2 separate regions of the Rattus norvegicus genome follow, and region 1 is linked to region 2. Evidence: chromatin contacts called from public Hi-C data. All regions are on one chromosome and are shown on one strand. The core of a region is the stretch at or near the end of the contact, and the rest is flanking DNA. Distances in the headings are between cores, read along the strand shown.

Region 1 (2,925 bases), core at 83-2,582, 160 kb before region 2:
CCATCTGGAATAGCCCCTGAGTCCCTGGCCTCCTCAGCACAGCCATGTCCATCAAAGGGAGACTCCCATGTTCTGTACGGAGTCGTTCCCCATCCCCGAAAGCCAGTGCCCCCGACATCAAGTCAAATAGGGCTATGGGCGACTTGTGCTAAGAGTTTCGTTCCAGCCTAGCTTCTGTCCTCTTAGGTCCACACAGACCCCGTCGGAAAGGCCGCTTTGGGATGTCTCCCTCAGGGTCCCTAGCTGCCTGGAGGCCTTCCAGGACCCACAGTTCCAAGGACTCTTCCGGCACCTGCTTCGCACCAAGGCCAGCGGCTCCACCGAGAGGTGGGGTTCTATGCCAGAGACTGGGCTGTATCTTCTCAGCCCGAGGAGATAGCCATGGTCCCCATCACTACTGCCCTGGGCATTGGGGGCGGGAGGGGCTTCAGGGCTCTACTCATTGATCCAGCCCTCATTTAGAGCTGTGAGCAGTCCACTATCCAAGTGGGAAAACTAATACCTAGGATATTCTGGGGGGTGGGAGGACCTCGGCAGGCCTCTCATTCAGCCCTTGCTGGCCTTTCCCTGGCTCTGCTGTCCTGGGAGCCCCTGACATCTCTGGTCTCCTCAAGTCCCAAGGAGCATGTAATCCCAAGGAGTGAGTGAACCATGACCTCCTGCAGCCAGCCACAGTATCCCTCCAGGAAGGAACTGAGGGTGGGCCAGCACTCAGTAGGCCCATTTGTCCCCAGACTGACGCCACTTCATCAGGTGCTGAAGCCCATGGCCAGCTGTGCCCGGGTAGCCCAGTGTGTGGAGGCAATTCCTGTCTTGCTCCAGGCTTTCTTCTCAGCTGTGACCCAGGTGAGCCCACCACCCAGGTGCCCTCCTCCATAGACGTCACATAGTCAAGAGGGACTGGACCCCACAGGAGGTTTGTCCTGCTGCACTCTCCATGGAAAGGGCTGTTCACAGTCAGCCTTAGGACAGGGCGGGCACTTGAGGCTGGCAGCATAAGCTAGAGCCAGGACAGCGTGTGTCCCAGCACCCCACCACAGCCCAATGGTTCCCTCCTGGCTGCATGTCCACAGGTCAGATGACTAGAAGCCCACAGAACCCCTTGAGGTAGTCTAGCAACAGAATGGGCAATTTGGGGTCACTCAGCAAGACAAGGCGGAGCCTTGGCCTCAGGGAACAGGCTTTTTAAATTTACTTTTGTTTGTTTGTTTTTGAGACACCACCTCTCTGTATAACCCTGCTAGTCTGGAGTTCACCACATGAATCAGACTGGCCTCATAAACTCAGACCTGCCTCCCTCTGTCCGTCTCCCAAGTGCTGGGGTTAAAGGTGTGCGCCCCCACAGCCTGCAACAGGTTCTAAAACAGGGGTTCTAAAAGGCAGCTGCAGGGCAGGAGCCAGGCCGGGGCCTCTGCGTCCTCTCCCAGCCCCGGGTGCTGGGGAAGGCAGCCAGGGAGTGAGGAGCTCCACCCCATCGTGCTTCTCAAGACTGAGCCAGTTCCTGTTCTTGATCGCAGACTGCCGACGGGCCCCTCATCAACCAGCTGGCACTGCTGCTCCTGGAGAGAAGTGACTCCCTCTACCCAGTCCCTCAGTATGAGGCCCGTGTGCACAGGTAGGCTCACAGCCTGGCAGGGTCACAGTGCCCATGGCACACACAGACCAGCTCTCTGTGTTTCCCGTCCTGCTCACAGGCTGGGGGCTCACTGCTGACTGCCAGTTCCTCCACCAGCCTGCATTTCATCCTCCATTAAGAACATTCTTGAGGCTTCCCTCCTCCAAGATGTGTCCTTTCAGATTGGCTCGTGTCTCTGTTGTACATGGTCCTGTCCACTGAGGTGGGTCTCAGTCGTGACCCCAACCATGACATTATTTCATTGCTACTTCATGACTATAGTTTTGCTACTGTTGTGAATGGTGACATATCTGACATACAGGATACCTGATACGTGACCCACAGGTTAAGAACCACTGCTTTAGGGGGGTTATTCACACACATATATACCCGTGCTGGGGATTAAGGATAAGGCCACCTGAATGTTAGGCAAGTGCTCCTACCACTGAGCCACGCCCCAGCCCCCTCACTGGGGGATTCTAGGCAGGGGCTCTACCACTGAGCCACACCCCAGCCCCTCACTGGGGGATTCTAGGCAGGGGCTCTACCACTGAGCCACACCCCAGTCCCTCACTGGGGGATTCTAGGCAGGGGCTCTACCACTGAGCCACACCCCAGCCCCTCACTGGGGGATTCTAGGCAGGGGCTCTACCACTGAGCCACACCCCAGTCCCTCACTGGGGGATTCTAGGCAGGGGCTCTACCACTGAGCCACGCCCCAGCCCCCTCACTGGGGGATTCTAGGCAGGGGCTCTACCACTGAGTCACGCCCCCAGCCCTTCACTGGGGGATTCTAGGCAGGGGCTCTACCACTGAGCCACGCCCCCAGCCCTTCACTGGGGGATTCTAGGCAGGGGCTCTACCACTGAGTCATGCCCCCAGCCCCCTCACTGGGGGATTCTAGGCAGGGGCTCTACCACTGAGTCACGCCCCCAGCCCCTCACTGGGGGATTCTAGGCAGGGGCTCTACCACTGAGCCACGCCCCCGGCCCTTCACTGGGGGATTCTAGGCAGGGGCTCTACCACTGAGCCACGCCCCCAGCCCCCTCACTGGGGGATTCTAGGCAGAGGCTCTACCACTGAGCCACGCCCCCAGCCCCTCACTGGAGGATTCTGGGCAGGTCCTATACTCTTCATTTATGGTAGCTCCACTCCAACCCAGGCTATCCTAGAACTCACAGCATCCCTCCTTCCTCACTATCAACTAGCCTGGAATTCAGGCCATCATGTCCCCATGGAGTGAAAGGTTCCCTATGGGTGGCAAGTTTTATCTTCCTGACTTCAGCCAGGTGCTCCTGGCTCTCCTGCTC
Region 2 (2,914 bases), core at 369-2,868:
CAGCCCTAAGTGGGCCATATATACCATGCCCCTCCTCCCAGTGTCCAGGGACCATTGCAGAAGAGTCTGAAAGACTATTGAGAGCCAAAGGCCCTGAATACCTGCAAGGAAATGGTGTTTTACTGGACATAGCAGGGCAGCTGCACACATGAACTCATAGCAGTTATGGCAGAATATATCAGACCCATGCAGGTCAAGCCAGACCAAATCTCATTATGACCAGAGATGGGCATGAAGCCCCACTCCTAGCTAAGAATCTATTGTTAATTGGTAGCTGTTGAGAATGGGAATCAGTGTTCTTCAAAGGAATGGTCCCTGATAGGCTGACAACACTCCAGTACAAGGCTATAGGCAACACAAAATGGAATCGATGGGTCTAAAAAAGAAAGACAAAAAAAAAAAAAAAAAAAAAAGACACAAATTTGGGTGGTAGGGAAGAAGAGTGGATCTGGGTGGTGAGGTTGAATATGATCAAAACGCGTTGCATGAAATTCTCAAAAAAATTCATTTTCAAAAAGAAAAGCTGGGAATCGTAGCACATTTAATTCCAGCAGCAGAGGTTGGAGGGCAGAGGAGAGGGCAGTAGATTGCTGTGAGTTGAAGGTTAAGATCGGTAAGTTGCAGACCAGTAAAGGTCCCCAAAGGCCAAAACATTTTAAAGGCTACTTTTAGCAAGCACGGTGGTGCATGTCTGTAATCTTTTAAGAGGTAAAGGCGGGAAGACCAGGAATTCAAAGTCAACAGCGTCCAAAGCTAGTCTCAGATAGATGAGACCCTATATCAAAAAAATAACAAGGGGTTGGGGATTTAGCTCAGCGGTAGAGCGCTTGCCTAGCGAGCGCAAGGCCCTAGCTCCGGGGGCGGGGGAATAACAAAAAACACGAAACAGGAAGAGTGGGAAAGTGTGTGCCATCTTCTCCTCAACAATTGTCTTTGCCCCTTTGGCTGTACTAACAAAGTTCGACTTCACGCCCACCTTGACTTTCCTCAAGGACAGCACACTGCTCTTGAGAACCATCAGCCAGCCTCTTGCCTACAGGCTCAGTTCTAACATGTAACAGACAGAACAAGTTTCGCTCATCTCCAAGACCTTTGCCATCAAGGCATTTTCATTCCCTTGGGGGGAAGAGGAGAAAGGAATGAATGGAAGGAGGGCGGGAAGGAGAGAAAGGTGCTTCCCATATACTGTTGCACGGATTAATACATTTAAAGTAGAATCCTGTCCCAAGGACCGTGACCGCACGCGCCTTGGAGAAGTCACTTCCAGTCTCAGATCCACCATTTGGGAAATTGTTTACAGTTCTGAACCTCGCTTTTCAAATCGGCAAAACGGACGTGTGATATTCTCTTCAAGCAATGCGGTGCGCACAAGTCCCTAGAACAATGACCGACGAACCAGGACCAACGAGGTAACTTGTCGTTCGCAGCCAGAAAGCTCCCGCCCACTCTCCGCCACGCGCAGGCGCACCTTCCAGCGCACCTTTTATGCATGCGCAGTCGACCGGAAACACCCGCGGGAGCCCGAGGTGAAGAGGCGGGGCCTACACAGCGGGCCTGCGCCGTAGGCCGCCGTGCGTCGCGAGGGTGGGCGGGACCGCGCAAGCGCGCAGCCCGTCCCGGCTCTGGAGCATAAACAAGAGTGGGGACGGTATGAGGCGGCAGTTGGTCCCCGCGCAGCGAGAGGGGGCGAGCGGGGCGGCGACCCGGACCGGGTACAGATCCTGAGTGTAGCGTGCTCCCGCGGGCCGCCCGACTTGAGCCGCGCGCGCTCCCGCCAAGGGGGTCCGAGTCCGTCGCGCGCGCGCAGCCATGAACCTGGCAAGCCAGAGCGGAGAGGCCGGCGCCGGCCAGCTGCTGTTCGCCAACTTCAACCAGGATAACACGTAAGGCCGGGCTCGGGCACGGGGTCGGGTCAGAGGTCAGGGCCTGGGTCAGGTCGAGGGGTATGGGCGGGGGGCGTGCTGAGCCCTCGCGGCCGCTCGAGCGCTGCTGCCTCCTGGGCCGGGGGAGGTGATGGAACTCGGGGTATGCTCCCATCCACCTGTCCTAAGACCTTGCCTTTCGCAAAGTTGGGAAGGAATTGAGCACACCGGTTTGTGCCTGTCACCCGGACTGGGTTTCGCGGCCGTCCTGGGCATCGCCCGCCTCCCTCTTTCTATACATCTGTATCTTCAGTGTTTGTATCGCTTTTCATGGCTTTTCTTCTTCTGTTTTCTTATTTCTTCTCTGCCGTTTTCTGGCAAGTAACTTGGTCTCCTCCAAACAAGGACCAAACGGCAGTAGTAACCCAGGCCTTCAATCTAAGAGAGACTTTGTCCTCAAGGGGTCTGGGTGCTTCAGAAGGGGGTGAGGTGGGCTATTCCTGCGATTAAAACAGAACCTTAATACCGGTCTACTGTTTGGCCAGACTGAACTGCTATAGGTCCCGATCTGGTTCTTCAAGGCTGCCTCATTGGCATACCTGGAAGGTAGGTAATAGATGAGGTTTCTAAGGAAGGAAGGATGAGTTATGGGACTGGAAGGGAGAAGAGCCATCTTGGGAAGTGAGTAAGAGGAAGTGATGTAAGAGGAGGAGGAATGGGTCACTTGGCATCACACTAAGTAGTTGGTCGCTACTGGCACAATAGCATTAGCAAGGCAAAGACTGAGGCTTTTGTTTTTCCTCAATTAAAAAGTTAGATTGGAGAATGGCAAGTACCTGTGTGGGGGTAAGCAACAGGTGCTCAGTTGGACCTTCTCAGCTTCTCAGGGGGGAGCTGTCCTGAGATTGGCTTACTTGGTCCAGGCACGAATGAGACGGCGAAGTTCAGAAAGAGTCAGCCAGGATCTTAAAGTTGGTTAATAGTGGAATGGGGCAGGGGTAGATTCTCATCTCCTGAGCTCTTTCCTGAGCTCTCTTCTGGTCTTCTTTCTA

Evidence for each region. A called contact is a pair of places that touch in the nucleus more often than the background predicts.
Region 1: a Hi-C map of frontal cortex shows a contact between it and region 2, with 2.5 times the contacts expected there. The contact joins the enhancer-like site here to the promoter of Wipi2 in region 2. A contact is called at or near these places in 6 of 12 Hi-C or Micro-C datasets (Schwann cells, frontal cortex, kidney and 3 more).

The regions. Positions count from the first base shown.
Region 1 is chr12:17,209,403-17,212,327 of GRCr8, reverse strand. Ap5z1 (adaptor related protein complex 5 subunit zeta 1) reads left to right here. Exons shown (of 17, transcript NM_001037220.5): 12 at 187-327; 13 at 735-846; 14 at 1,518-1,615. Among named protein-coding and RNA genes, the nearest start is that of Ap5z1, 11 kb to the left of the region's middle. Within about 2 kb of position 1,332, at least 7 of the 93 cell types and tissues checked have an H3K27ac peak or open chromatin away from gene starts, as enhancers often do.
Region 2 is chr12:17,052,010-17,054,923 of GRCr8, reverse strand. Wipi2 (WD repeat domain, phosphoinositide interacting 2) reads left to right here and starts at 1,618. Exons shown (of 12, transcript NM_001007615.1): 1 at 1,618-1,883. The coding sequence starts at 1,810.